Linked DNA regions of Arachis hypogaea: region 1 is linked to region 2. Evidence: chromatin contacts called from public Hi-C data. All regions are on one chromosome and are shown on one strand. The core of a region is the stretch at or near the end of the contact, and the rest is flanking DNA. Distances in the headings are between cores, read along the strand shown.

Region 1 (6,979 bases), core at 2,064-4,563, 50 kb before region 2:
GAAATTATTGACTGGTTTTCGGGGATCATCATCCGCTGGATAAAATGGTATGAAAGCTGTGCTAACTTTAATGAGATAAAAAACTTAATATCAGATCAAGTTAGGAAATCTTGCATTCGTACTTTAGCGGTGAAGTACCGCGTGCATGAAACTGATATAGAAAAGCGGTTTGATGTAGAACTCAGCAGGCTTCCGTCAACACAGGATATGGAGGTGGAAATGACTAATGAAATGTCAGATACTCAAGCTTTTGAAAACGATGAGGCATTAATGTATGGAATTACTTACAGTGGTTTGTGTATGTTATCACTTGCAAGAATTGTGACCGAGGCAAGACCATGTAATTGTTTTGTCATAGGGTGCTCTTCTTCAGCACCGAGGGTCTATACTCTTCATGTTATGGAAAGGCAGAAATCTCCTAGTTGGAAGACTGGGTTTTCGACTTGCATTCATCCAAGCTTAAATAAACGACGAATAGGGTTGTGTAAGCAGCATCTGAGGGATTTGTATCTAGGATATATATCACTTCAGTCCATTGACTTTGGTGCATGGAAGTGAGTGTCCACAATTATACCAGAATCTTTATCAGGATTGGGTATTGGTCATGTATTACTTCAGTCTATTGATGGTGAAGAACGGGTAGAGATCAGGTATAAGATCAAGATGAATACTTATATCCAATTCTTTTAAAACGTAAGGTAATTCCTGTTCTCTTTTTGTTTTATTTTATTTATTTATGGTAGACAGATTCCAGGTCATTCAATCATATAATTTTTGTTTAATAAAGTTTATTTTAATTAATTTGACAATATTTACACACGAAGGAATCAGAAAATGAAAATGAAAACACAACCTGGATTTTTGGTGTCGGCTATAAGGAAATTTTATTGCCCTGCCAAGTGCCAATGTACATTAAATTATCATGTAATCTTTTAGAATTGCCTATATGTTCACTCAAAAGGTCTTGGTGTAGATTTCAAATTATGGACACAAGTAATTGTAGGTTCAGGCTGAGGATTAAACTTACCATATATAACAAAATAAATAAGAGAAAGCTTCTCATTTAACTTGTGACCAATTTTTCCTCTTTCTAGTGTAGTTTTTGCTGTGCATAAGTTGATTTTTTTTATATCATTGCCATTTAGTAGTGAAAACCAATCATGGACACCCTTTACGGGAAGATTAGGTTTGGAGTGTAATTCTGGACCAAAAGAACTTGATATTCAGTTTCTCCTTTAGTTAAACTTTTGTTCATTTTTCTTTGCTCGACCTAGTAATCAGGATTAATTCTTGGCTGAGCCATAATTTATAGAGTTCCTGAATTATTACTGTTTCATTGTTCTGAAGTCGCAGAACAAAATCTACTTTGATATGGAGTGAGTTTTCAGTTATTGTTCCACCATGAGTGATGTATTTTGCATGTTTTTCTGATGGTTAATCTTTAACAATGACAAGTTGGCATCTGCCAGTGACTTGATTTTGGAAATGATATTTTCTAACATGAGTTCTATATACTTACTGCTGTGATATAACTTATTCTAGTTTTTATTTCCATGATAGATATACATCATATACATCCTTGTTTAGCTGGGTAATGGCAAATGCAGCATGGTTTACATGTCCTTCAAGCAGTGCTTACCACATAACGCCATGCTGTTTTTCCCGTTAAATGAAGACATTCAGTGATTAGCAAGCAAGGATTGGAATGATTTGTTCCTTTCAAAGCTTGTCTATGTGGTTAGTTGTCATTGATCATAAGGCTTGCACCATTGGTTTTGGGACTTTCGGCCTTTTTAAAGTGTCTTATGGGATGCTGGGTGACTTGGTCTAGGACAATGCCACAATGGTTTCACCGAATTGTGTGGTAATATAGTCATAATTTTAGTAGTTGCCTTAAATTTTATTTACTTCGAAATATTTATCTGTCATGCTTATGCATTACCTTAGTTGACATTAATGTTCGGTATGTGAATCAGGCCTTCAGGGTAATATGTCTATAAATATTGGACATCTTGCTTATTCCCTTGATTTTTTACCTATAAATACTGCCCATCTTCTACAGACTGCATGCATGCTCTTTTCTTCTGCAAGGTGACTTGTGCTAACTTTGTTTGGATTGTTAGTTTCTTCCATGGTATTTTCTTCTTTTTTTATGATCCATGAATTGTCTGGTAAGATTTAGTCCCTTTCAACTAATTTAGTATGTAGTCTTGTTATTTTTTCTATAACAAATTTTTCCCCGTAATTGTTATTAAAGGTTATGCCAATTTATGCTTAATCAAATAGACAATTGGTTTGCAGATACAACTATGCTTTCTTGTGGGACTTGAAGAATGGAACCGTGGTGTGTGCTCTGCTCTTTGCTTTTATGGAGCTGAAATCGTATGCATGCCTGCCTCTGTTAGTGACTTGTGACGATGGAAGAGATTCATTTTTCTTGAAATAAAAGAAAAAATGCAGTTTCTCCGTTTCAAATGAGTTAGATGTATACATGTTAACAAGCATTTCCTTAAGTTGTTTTATATGCTATCCTTATTCGTAGGCACTAAGTATATACTTTTTTCTGTAGAAAAATCCGAACTATATGAGTGCTAATTTGATTCTTGTTTTCCGTGGCTCAAGTCTGTTTACAGTTTGCATGATATTAGTGCATCCATATTTGAACTTTGGACATTATGCATATTTACCCAACAATAATGCTCTACATCCATACAAAAATCATCTACAAAACAAAGGTGAGGGATTTTAAGCCCCCCCCCCCCCCCCCCCCCCTGAGAGAGTAATAGGCTCCCAATCTTTGTTTTGAACTAGTTTATTTATTAATTGAGATAGACGCTCAATACAAAGAACAAAAAGATAAAGGGATAGGGGTCTCTCTGTCTTATTCCCCTAGTTGGAGTGAAAGATTCTGACGGAGAGCCATTCCAAAGAAGGTTCATAATCGGTGTTGAGATGTAGTAGTTAGCAACTTTTATAATATTTTTTGCTATATCTGTGTCTCTGAGAATGTCCATCACATAGGCCCAGTTAATTCTATCATAGGCCTTTTCCAGTCTATTTTGATAGCCATAAGACCCTTCCTTGTTTCTCATGGTATGAACAATCTCTTGGGCCACTAGTATATTATCCAACTGATTTTGCCAGGTACAAAACTAGATTGGATGTTAGTGATCAGAATAGGCATAAAAACTTTCAATCTAGAAGCAATGATTTAGTTTATAAATTTATAGCAAATATTTCAAAGATTAATAGGCCTAAACTGTCCAAAATTTTCCGGTGAAGGAAATTTTAGAATAACGGCTATTAAAGTCTTGTTAACGTCCGTAATCGTCTCAGGTTCTTTAAAAACATCTTTCACCCAGGCTATAAGAGATGTCTCCACCACATCCCAAGTTTGTTGGTAGAGTTTGGCCGGAAGGCCATCATTATTCATTACCAGGAGCCTTCCAACTCCCCATCGAAAAAACATCCTTGATCTCCTCATTTGACACTTCTCTAGATAAAGTTTCGTAATTCGAGTCCTGTAACCTGGGAAAAAGATTAGAAATAGCAAAGGAATTATAATTCAAGTTAGAGCAATAAAGATTTTTAAAGAAATTAACACCCCAAGCTTTGAGAATGTCAACATGGTCCACCCATTCTCCATCTTCATTCTTAAGAGCTGTAATTTTATTTCTCTTCCTTCTCCCATTCGCCGTCAAGTGAAAGTACTTAGAATTTTTATCCCCAAAGTTGATAACATCACATCTCAACATTAGCTGCCAATAAGTTTCCTCCTGGGCAGCAATAACTTCATACTCTTTCCACAAATCTTTTTGTAATTTCTTCAAGAACGGGTTATGATTGAAGGAGCGTTTATTATTAACGCCCTCCAGCCTAAGAAGGATGCGTTGCTTCTTCTTAAAGACATGCCCAAAAACTTCTCTATTCAAAATCTTAGCTTTCTCAACAAAGCTGGCTATATTATGTAAAAAATCATCCTCCTTCAGCCAGCTATTTTTAACCATGCAATTGTAATTTTCGTGCAAAACCAAAGGAGCTAGAAATCTGAAGGATTTTGCTTCTTGTTCCCTTCTTGATTTTTCCTGATTTAAAATATATTAATATAACATCTTAAATAAATATTTAAAATATGTTAATATAACATCTTAAATAAATAAATTAAAAATTAATAATTTATCTCTCTCTATGTAAAAAATGACCTATGTATAGTTTAGACTCCCACCTTAACTCTTATCTCCACGTGGGTGCGCCATTAATTTATTTTACTTTGTATACGTAGAATTTAATTAACATGTGCCTTAAAGACATATAATAAACTGGTAAAAATTTTTAAAATTTTTATTTAATAAATATAAAATAAATATATTAAAAATTTAAATTTTTAATATTTTAATAAAAATTTTCTTGTTTTATAACTTTAACATGTGTGATAGATAAAGTCATATATGTATACCTCTCCAAGATGTGAGCAGTGAGCACCACACTTGGCATCTTGATTTTCCAAAAGTGCTCAATATTGGTAATGTTCCCAATAATGTCAACAAATATCACATTGATTACTAGTCATTGGAACTTGAAATTATTAATGGCCAAGTTAAATTAAATTTGTCTTAACCTTGATACTAGACCTTGGTGGGGAACTGGGGATACACTTATTATATATATGTAGTACCATAGAAAAAGATAATGACATAATGAATGTAGCATATTAGTAGTAATATATTTTGTGTGTTACTGGTCTACTTGACAATTATTGTCTTTTATAGTGCAACATTTTTATTTGTCTGATAATGCACAGTTTCTGAATAATGCTGAATAGTACACATATAATATATCTGATCGATTATTCCATTAATTAAAGAAAAAGTATAGGTAGACAATAAAAATACTAAATGATGTTAATAATGGATATATCAGATGTTTTATTTAATAGGCATAATGTTCATTATTTTTAATTGGATGGTTTTATTCATGCACAATTAATAATGGGTGGATATTCAATTCATTAGGCCTAATGTTAGAGTTTATGGAATAATTTAAAAATGAAGTGTTTTTTTTATTTTATTGGGCCGAGTCTAGAATCCATTGTTGACATTATTCACAAGGATTAATCTCTACATACAAGTGTTTACAAGTTTTACAAGTCTTAACGAACCCACCCATTAAACGCGCTGCTTGTTACGTGCCTTTTTAACAGAATTTTAAATCAATTCAAATCAATTAACGCACAAATATATAACTTCCATTTTTCAAAAGATTTCGTTTCTTTTTTCGAATTTCTTGCCAAATTTGTTGGATCTCCTTCATGCGTTCTCTCTTTGCTTCGTTTTTTTCGATTTTTATAATTTCTGAAATCAAGTTTTGAAATTGTTTTGAAGATAATGGAACTTCAGGAATACACTCAAACGATTACATAAATACACCAAAACGATTACAGAAATACACCCAAACGGTTACAGAAAGGATTACAGAAATATACCCAAACGGTTACAGAAATACACCTAAAGGATTACAGAAATACACCCAAAAGATTTAAGAAATACACCCAAAACAGGGAGAGACAGTATATTTCTTCTTGAAATCTTTTAATATTTTGCTGGTTAAGGATGAGGCACATGGCAGAGACAATCTAGAAGAAAAACCTAGAAGAACAGTAAAACAGTACATTGAATAATGTTTCTTCCTTTTTTCTGGTGATTTTTGATGGAGATTTGTATCTTTTCTTCTTGATTTCTTCTACTCTTCGCGAGGAGTTGGAACGTTTCTACAGAATCGTAGTAGTTTGTTTTGAATGTCCCTTGAATCTTGATGGTTTGCGTTTTGATTGAGGAAGAAGAGGAAGAGTGAACGTGTTGTGGAAGGGGCGCATGTTTGTTTTCTTGATGGTTTGCGTTTTGATTGAGTAAGAAGATGAAGAGTGAACGTGTTATTGAAGGAGCGCGTGTTTTTTTCTTGGACTTGGAGCAACTTGTATAACTTGTAAGCCAAAAGACTTGTATGTGTAGGGGGACAATTTTGTATTGTTCTAACAAACAACAACAAAAATATTTTATAAACACACCAATTTTTATCTCTTATGTTTTAAAGTTACATGTTAAAATTATAAATAAAAATCTTTTATTGAAAATATAAAAATATAAATATTTAATATATTTATTTTGTATTTATTAAAAAAAAATTAAACCTTCCATTAATAAGTACTCTAAGAACATATGTTAGTTAAACTTTACAAAAAATACACTATTTATGTACATGATACTTTATACTTTTCTTTTTTGGATAGTATAATTGATCGTTACAACAATCAATAAAATATTTTTATAGAAATATAAATAATTTTTTTATGAATATAAATATATACACACACCATAATTAATTTTTTGTTTGTGTGTAATATAGTTGCAAAAATCAATTACTTTTTATTAGAGTGACTGCTTGATTCACTGAAAGTCCTCTCTGTTCGGGTCTTATGACAATGAAACTTGAGAGGGAAAAAAAAAGAAAGAAGAGATCAAGACATATATACTTCTGACTTTTTCTTACCTTTTATTTGTTTTTTTAGCACACTGAGCCAATAAAATCTAAATACAGAATATGCATATTGTTTTTTTTTTAATTATTATTATTATTTTTAAATCTCAGAAGTCCTTTTCCCTTTTTTTAGTCCTCATTAGTCATTATACATATTATTGTACTTATGTTGAGGACATACCTGTCCTGAAATTTGCATGCTTTCCAAGTTGATGCCTTGTGCCTTAATGCCTTATCATTTAAGTAAACTATTCTTTCTTTATCGAACCTTCTTGCTTTTTTTTTTTCTCTTCTTTTCCTTATGGACTCTCCACCATGCTAAAGAAAAAATGTTGTTCTTGTTATTGTGGTTATGTGAATCTCGTTCTTCTTACCACTCATAATGCACATCATCATATATACATGTTTTTGAACATACACGTGTGACTGTTTAATATGCATACAT
Region 2 (7,056 bases), core at 85-2,584:
TGTTACAGGAAGCGTAGGTTTCCGGTATTGATCCGGTGAGCTTGTTCTGAAGCACTAACAGAGCAGTCATTTTCCCCTTCTTGCACATGTCAGGTGGAATCGGACCCGAAAGCATGTTCTCCGAAACATCCACGAAATCGAATTCCGTCCAAGAACCCAGTCTCTGAGGGATTTCACCAATTAATTTGTTTCTATACAGAGATAATGCCTTGAGGCTCTTGAATTCGCCGATCTCTTTCGGAATCTCACCGCCGAAACCGTTTTCGAAGAGCTGAAACGAAACGAGATTGGTTAAGAACTTCACCTCGGTGAGATCGCCTTCCAGTTTGTTCATTGAACCGTCAAAGTAGTTTAGTCCCGTAAGGTTGCGAAAACCGAAGGGAAGCTTTCCGCTTAGGGAATTATTGTAGAACGTCAGCTGCCACAGCTTCTTCAGATTAACGATCTCGCCGGGAAGCTCTCCGGTGACGAAGTTATCGGAGAATTCCAGTTCCGTAAGCTCCGTAAGGTTGCCGATTCCGACTGGAATTTTCCCTCCAAGTGAACAATTCGAAAGGTAGAGCCAGTTCAGTTTCTTGAGACTAACAACTTCTTTCGGAAATGGCGTGAGATCGAAGGGGTTATCACCAACGCTTAACTGTAACAGAGAATCCGTCATGTTCAACAGTGACTGCCATGGAAAAGTTCCGGAGAAACCGCTCTGGTTCAAGAACAGGTACTGCAGTTTGTTTAACGGTGAGATGTCAGGGAACGTTCCGTAGAAGTTGTTGTTCCCAAGGTCCAAGAACTTGAGCCCGGTGCAGTTTCTGATGTCGTCGGAGATTTTTCCATGGAGAGAGTTGAAACCGAGCTCGAGAGTCTGGAGAGACTGGATGCGGCAGAGATTGTGAAAATCAAGAACGCCGGTGAGGGAACGGTTGGAGAGGTTGATTCCGGTAACGGAATTGGAAGCGTCACACGTAACGCCGTTGAAGGCGCAAACGGAGTTGTCAGGGGTCCATGAGAGGAAGGCGTTGGGGTTTGGTGATTGAAGGGTTGACTTAAAGTCGAGGAGGAGTTGACGATCGTCAGAATTAACGGCGAGGATTAATGAGGAAACGAAGAGAAGGAGAAGAGTGTGGTGGGAAGAAGGGGCGGGAAGCATGTTGACGTAAGTGTATGAGGGAGAATGGAAGGGAAGGAATGAAGAAGGTTGTGATTAGGTGTCTTGAAACGTAAGAAAGTGATAAGGGAGTTACATATAATATAAGAAAGAAGGAACAAAGTGGAACCTCGTGGGAATGGAGGGGATAGTGGGGAGTGACTTATATGATGATAATGCCAAAATTGCCAATGCAGCAATCCTCAACACTACTGGCTGTAGTAAATCCCCCACCACCTAGTGAAAAGTGAAAACAGGTTTTGTCATTTACTTATTTCCCATTAATTTTGGATGATGCATGAACGTGGACGTCGTTCATTGTTGATATTTTTTCCTCATCTTTAAATACTTATTATTAAATAAAAATAGAGAAATACTATTTGTACACTAAAATCAGCCATCAATATATTTGTGTATAAATATATGTGTAGTTTCATTTATTTTCAATATGTATTTATATTTTAATATGTATTTTATAATATTGGCTAACTTTAATGGATGATTTTGATGTACATGTAGTATAATTATATTTTTTATTAAGAGTTTAATTTTGATACACAAAAAATAAAAAATAATTATTTTTACTGATATGATATTACGTAATTAAATGCATGTGTAAATTAGATTAATTATATTTCTTAAAAAAAATAGGTTAATCATATTTCTTGAAAAAGTTTCAAATGAGTTACAGGTATGTTTTTTACTAAGGAAATAAAAAATTAATGTTTATAACTAATTATTTTATTTATTATTTTTAATAGTAATTTATTTTTTAAAAAGCACTGCACTATCTGCTTTACCTAGAACACATTTGTATTTATCATGGTTTATGTATGATTTGATTTAGTTTTTTTTTTTTTTTTTTACAAATATTTATTGTGATTCAGTTTAGTGCTTAACTTCTAGCATATTTTGTTGCTATAGTGTTTCACGTACATTAAAATATATAAGTATAATAAATATCTAACATACAAGGCATATTATTCATTGGTGGATATTTTAATAACAATATCTTTAGATAAAAATTATATTGTAAATCATTAAATAATCTAACAATTCATAACGTGATCTTCATATAAAAATATGAAGATCAAAAGATCTATACTATATATGATCAAAACCACAATAAAAACACTAAAGAATTGGATTCAATGATTAACACTTTATGTGGATGGTTTGGTTGTTTGTTTGTTACTTTGTTAATGCTACTTTTCCTAAAGCACTCACGTGTTTCCTTTTTCATTTTCCTCTCTCTTTGCATAATTGACAGATTTAGATTTTGTTGTATAGATGTTCTTTTTGGTAATGTGTGTGAACATGAATTAAGAAGTTAGAATAGATTTGCATACTCATCTTATGAAGGTAAGAAATAATTCTTGGTTCTTGTGTCTATTTGGGTTCTTTTCGTTATTGTTGTCCTGCAGCTATATATATTATGTACTAATATACTGTGTTTAATTTTTGCATACATAAAGAAATTAAAATTGTAAAATTTCATATTGAAACATTTTAAAAACATATTTTCAGATTTGTTAGCAATGCAAGACCCTGTTCTTTTTGCTTAAGTTACATCATATTACTGATAGATCAGAAGTGGTGATCCAATGAGGCTGTGAGTGAAAGAAGACTCACCAACTCAGTATCCGTGTTAAACATTGGCCAATTGACTTGGACTCGTTAACTCTCAAGTCTCAAAGATTGAAAGAAATCATTATGCCTAAGAAAGAAGACCCTATATATGGTTATGTTGTTTTTAATAAATAATGTTTGGACATCCAAAAAGACAACTACCTATTGAATCCCTTTTATTCGTATACTACAACAAACGCGGCAGACGGCGGTGATTGGAATTTGGGATGCTGACCGCCGCTAAACATTCTGCAGCGGTTGGTCAATCGCCGATAGTAAGGACGTCGATAAACTTTTAGCGGCGGTTTTTTATGACCGTCGGAATAACCAATGCTAAACTGTATTTAGTGGTGAATACATTATGCAGCGGTTAGCAATCGCTGCTATCTATCAGCACTGATTTTAGACTTTTTGAGGCGATTAGATAACTGCCGCTATTTAATTTAGTTTAAAAAATAGGTTTTTGTAACATTCCATAAAAACTGTAGCTAAAAGTTCAAATTTTTTTCATTTAAATTGATTATTTGAATTTTGGATTCATATCACAATCAATATTTAAAATGTTATGTATTAATTTAACAAGATACAATTGATATTTAAAATATATTTTTTATTTTTTAATTTTTGTGTATTATTATATATTAGTGTGAAAACAAATTTACACTAACATTATATTAAATGTTGTCACATAAATAATTAAAATGTTTTTTCATAAACAGAAAATGTAGAGGTTAATTAATTAATTGATTTTGTTTACATAATAACGACACTACCTAATGTATAGTTGTTAGTAGAATTCATTGTTTATTCTTTTATAATTTATATTACGGACATATTGTGGGGAAGCATGTACGGCATAATATGTGAATGGAAATGTAAAGTATTATTCCAATATAATACACTTTTTTTAATTTATATGGCTAAAATATGGACAAATAACTTAATTAAAATTTTTTAAATAAAAAATTTAAATAATAAATATTTATATTAAAAATAATTTATAAATAAATTATTTTGTATTTAATTTTTTAGTTCTAAAATTATTTATTTTAAAAAAAATAATAAAAAGCTTTTATTATAAGAAAAGATATTTTTAATTTTTTTATAAATATTTAAAAAAAATTAAAAAGTTATAATTTAATTTTAAAAATTATACTAATATTAATACTATAATTTTTTATAAATTAAAAATTAAAAGAATATTTATAGACCTATCCAAATCTACCCTTAATATGAAATTTTCTTACTCATGAATATCTGACTCATGAATATCCTTAACCTAATATTCATATCTTCTCTCTCTTTTCTTTATTTTTTTTTTCCGGTAAGGGATCATAACAAAATATTCTCCACATTTTTATCTTTTGCATGTCACTGCACGATTCATGTTGTTCGGAAGGTAAAGATAAAAAATGGCTATTTGCGAAATGAAATATATATGGTCTATAAAATAATCTAATATTGTTATACACACACATATATATGGCTCTACATTATTTTATGGTAATAATTACATTCAATACTCTAAAATAATTGATATATAATTGTAAGATGCTATACTTTTGTGATGGTGTGAGATTGGTGTGAGATTTCATCTAATGACTCACTTTTCTTTGTTGGTTATATGCTGGCCAGAATTTAATCAAATTGCTGACTTCTTAGACTTTTCTGTTTATTAATTACTTGAAGATTATCTATTTTTAAATATATCTTGTGTTTCAAATGAATACAAAAGCTGGATTCCAATAAAATAAAAAATTTGATGCCAGAAAGATTGGAATAATTTTGAACGCAAATATTTAAAAATAATAAATCTGATACTAAAAGATTATGATGATTTAAAACAGTCACTAAATATAGAAAAATTTTTTGAAAAATTTGTAATTTAGTGACAATTTTCAACTATTATCAAATATATTATGACGGTTTAAAACAGTTATTAAATAAAACAATTATCATGAATTAGTAATTTAGTGACCGTTTGAAATCGTTACTAAATATAACATGAAAAACATACCGACAAATATTATAAATTAATAATGATTTTATACTTCTAAAAGTATCACAAATAATTCAGCGACGATCTTACAATTGTTGCAAAAAAATTTTAAACATAATAAAATCATCGCTAAACAATAAAAAAAAACGATGCAAAAATATTGTTTTGTTGTAGTGCGATACTCTTCTCTTAAAATAAATATAAACATCTATATCCAATATAAAATTGGAACACAAAATCTGCCTATTTTTATTATTAATAGAAAAGCTAAGAATTTTTGTTAAGTTGTTAATAACATTAAATAAATAAAATAATTACAAATTTTTACTTTTTATCTTTCACATACAAGAGTATAGCGTCCTTTAAGAAAATCTAATTTTTTCTTAAAATATTAGTTTTTAAAATTATTTTCTCAATTTTTATATACATGCATTCAAAATAAAATTAGACAACTATTTTTTTTGAAAGAGAATCACTTAACTATATATAGCCGCCAAAATTGACCTTATGTGATGCACCAAATAAAGAAAGAGGGGCCACTTTAGAAAAAAAAATACATTAGAAGGTGACAAAACAGTGTACCAAACAAGCTGAGATGACAAATTGACAATGGACACGACGCACGCACACATTATATGATTATCACTTAAATTTCATATTAGCTTTAGTAGACCGAATTATCAATATCAATGGAGTATATTTATTCGAGATAAAGTATTGTTTTGATCCCTAACGTTGAAGATTAAAATTGAAATCGTTCTTATTGTAATTTTGAATTTAAAATTATTCTTAACGTTTTTTTAGTATTAAAATCGTCATTTTTAATAAAAAAAAATTTACGTTGTTCTTAAATTATCCCTATTTTAATAATAAAAGTTATAAAATTTAAAAAAAAATAAAAGAAAACGCGGGGGGGGGGGGAAGGGGAGGGGAGAAAAAGGGAAAAGGGAAGAGGGGGAGGCGGACGGCGCCGGCGCCGGCGAAGCTTATAGCCGTTTGTCGCCGAAAGAAAGAAGAGAGGGGCTGCGACAGGATAGAAGAGAATAGGGAAAGGAGACCACGCCGCTAGGGCTCGCCGCCGCCGTTGCGTCGTCATCGGGAGACTACGCCGCCGATTCGACCACGCCGCTGCTCCGTTGGTTTTGCTTCTTCTTCTGAATCTGCTTCCTTCTTCTTGGAGCTGCCGTCGCCGTCGCGAGTCAGGGAGAGAGCCTCGGATTCCGCTCCGCTGCTCCTCACCGCCTCGCTGTTGCTCCTCGCCGCCTTACCGCTGCTCCTCGCCGCCTCTGCTTCTTGCTTCGATCTCTATTTCTGCTTCGCCTTCTGCTTCTTCTGCTTCTGTATCTTCTGAGTTTGCTTTTGTATCTTCTGTATCTTCTGCTTCTGCATCTTCTTTGTTGAAGCTGGATTTGATTTGTTGAATCTGATTTGATTTGTTGAATTATTGTTGGTTTTGTTCTTGTTTTGATTTCTGAATTGCGGTTGATTGATTTTGTTCTTTTTTTAATTTCTGAAATGTTGTTAGTTTTGTTGAATTTGGTTTTTGTTCTTGTATTTTTTAATTTGTTAATGGAAGAAGTTGCTGTTGTTTGGTATTCTTTGTGTTAGTGGTGGTGGTAGTGCTGGTGGTGGTGGTGATGGTGGTGGTGATTGGTGCTGGTGCTGGTGCTGGTGGTGGTAGTGGTGGAGGAGATAATTGTGTTAGTAGTAGTGAAGGTATTTTTGTCCAAAAAAAATTAAAAGGACGATTTTAATACGAAAAAAAAACGTTAAAGATGATTCTAAATCAGAAATTACGTTAAAAACAGTTTCGATTCTGACCCTCAACATTAGGGATCAAAACAATACTTATTCCTAGCTATTCTATATATATAATTATATATACAAAGGATTTATGATTGTCTTTCTATAATGGTCATGTCTTTAACTTTTGATATTTATATTTATATATATTATTATAGTTATTAAATTCAATCTATTCGGTTCATCAATACCTTCAAATTATAAAATTTATTTACAAACAAAATTTAACAATTATATTATGATTCATCTTATATTTTTTAATCATATATATATATAATATTATGAATTTATTAACTTTAAATATTATTAATTAACTACTCGCTTTTTTTATTATTAATTAAATATTGTTTAGTATTTTTTATTATTGTTAATTCTAAATTTTCTGATAAATGTGTATTTAGTTAAAGTAATGAATAAAAACAAACAAATAAAGTGTATCTTTTTAAAGTTGACAAACATAAATTTTTATATGTTCTTAACTAGG

The links. A called contact is a pair of places that touch in the nucleus more often than the background predicts.
Region 1: a Hi-C map of leaf shows a contact between it and region 2, with 3 times the contacts expected there. The contact joins the enhancer-like site here to the promoter of LOC112706299 in region 2. A contact is called at or near these places in 2 of 8 Hi-C or Micro-C datasets (both in leaf).

The regions. Positions count from the first base shown.
Region 1 is chr8:15,920,160-15,927,138 of arahy.Tifrunner.gnm2.J5K5, reverse strand. It overlaps LOC112706301 (nuclear intron maturase 4, mitochondrial), which reads left to right. Exons shown (of 7, transcript XR_011864592.1): 6 at 1-650; 7 at 2,302-2,621. Among protein-coding and RNA genes, the nearest start is that of LOC112706300, 11 kb to the right of the region's middle. Within about 2 kb of position 3,313, at least 3 of the 3 cell types and tissues checked have open chromatin away from gene starts, as enhancers often do.
Region 2 is chr8:15,868,568-15,875,623 of arahy.Tifrunner.gnm2.J5K5, reverse strand. It overlaps LOC112706299 (receptor-like protein kinase 7), which reads right to left and starts at 1,334. Exons shown (of 2, transcript XM_025757535.2): 1 at 1-1,334. The coding sequence starts at 1,144.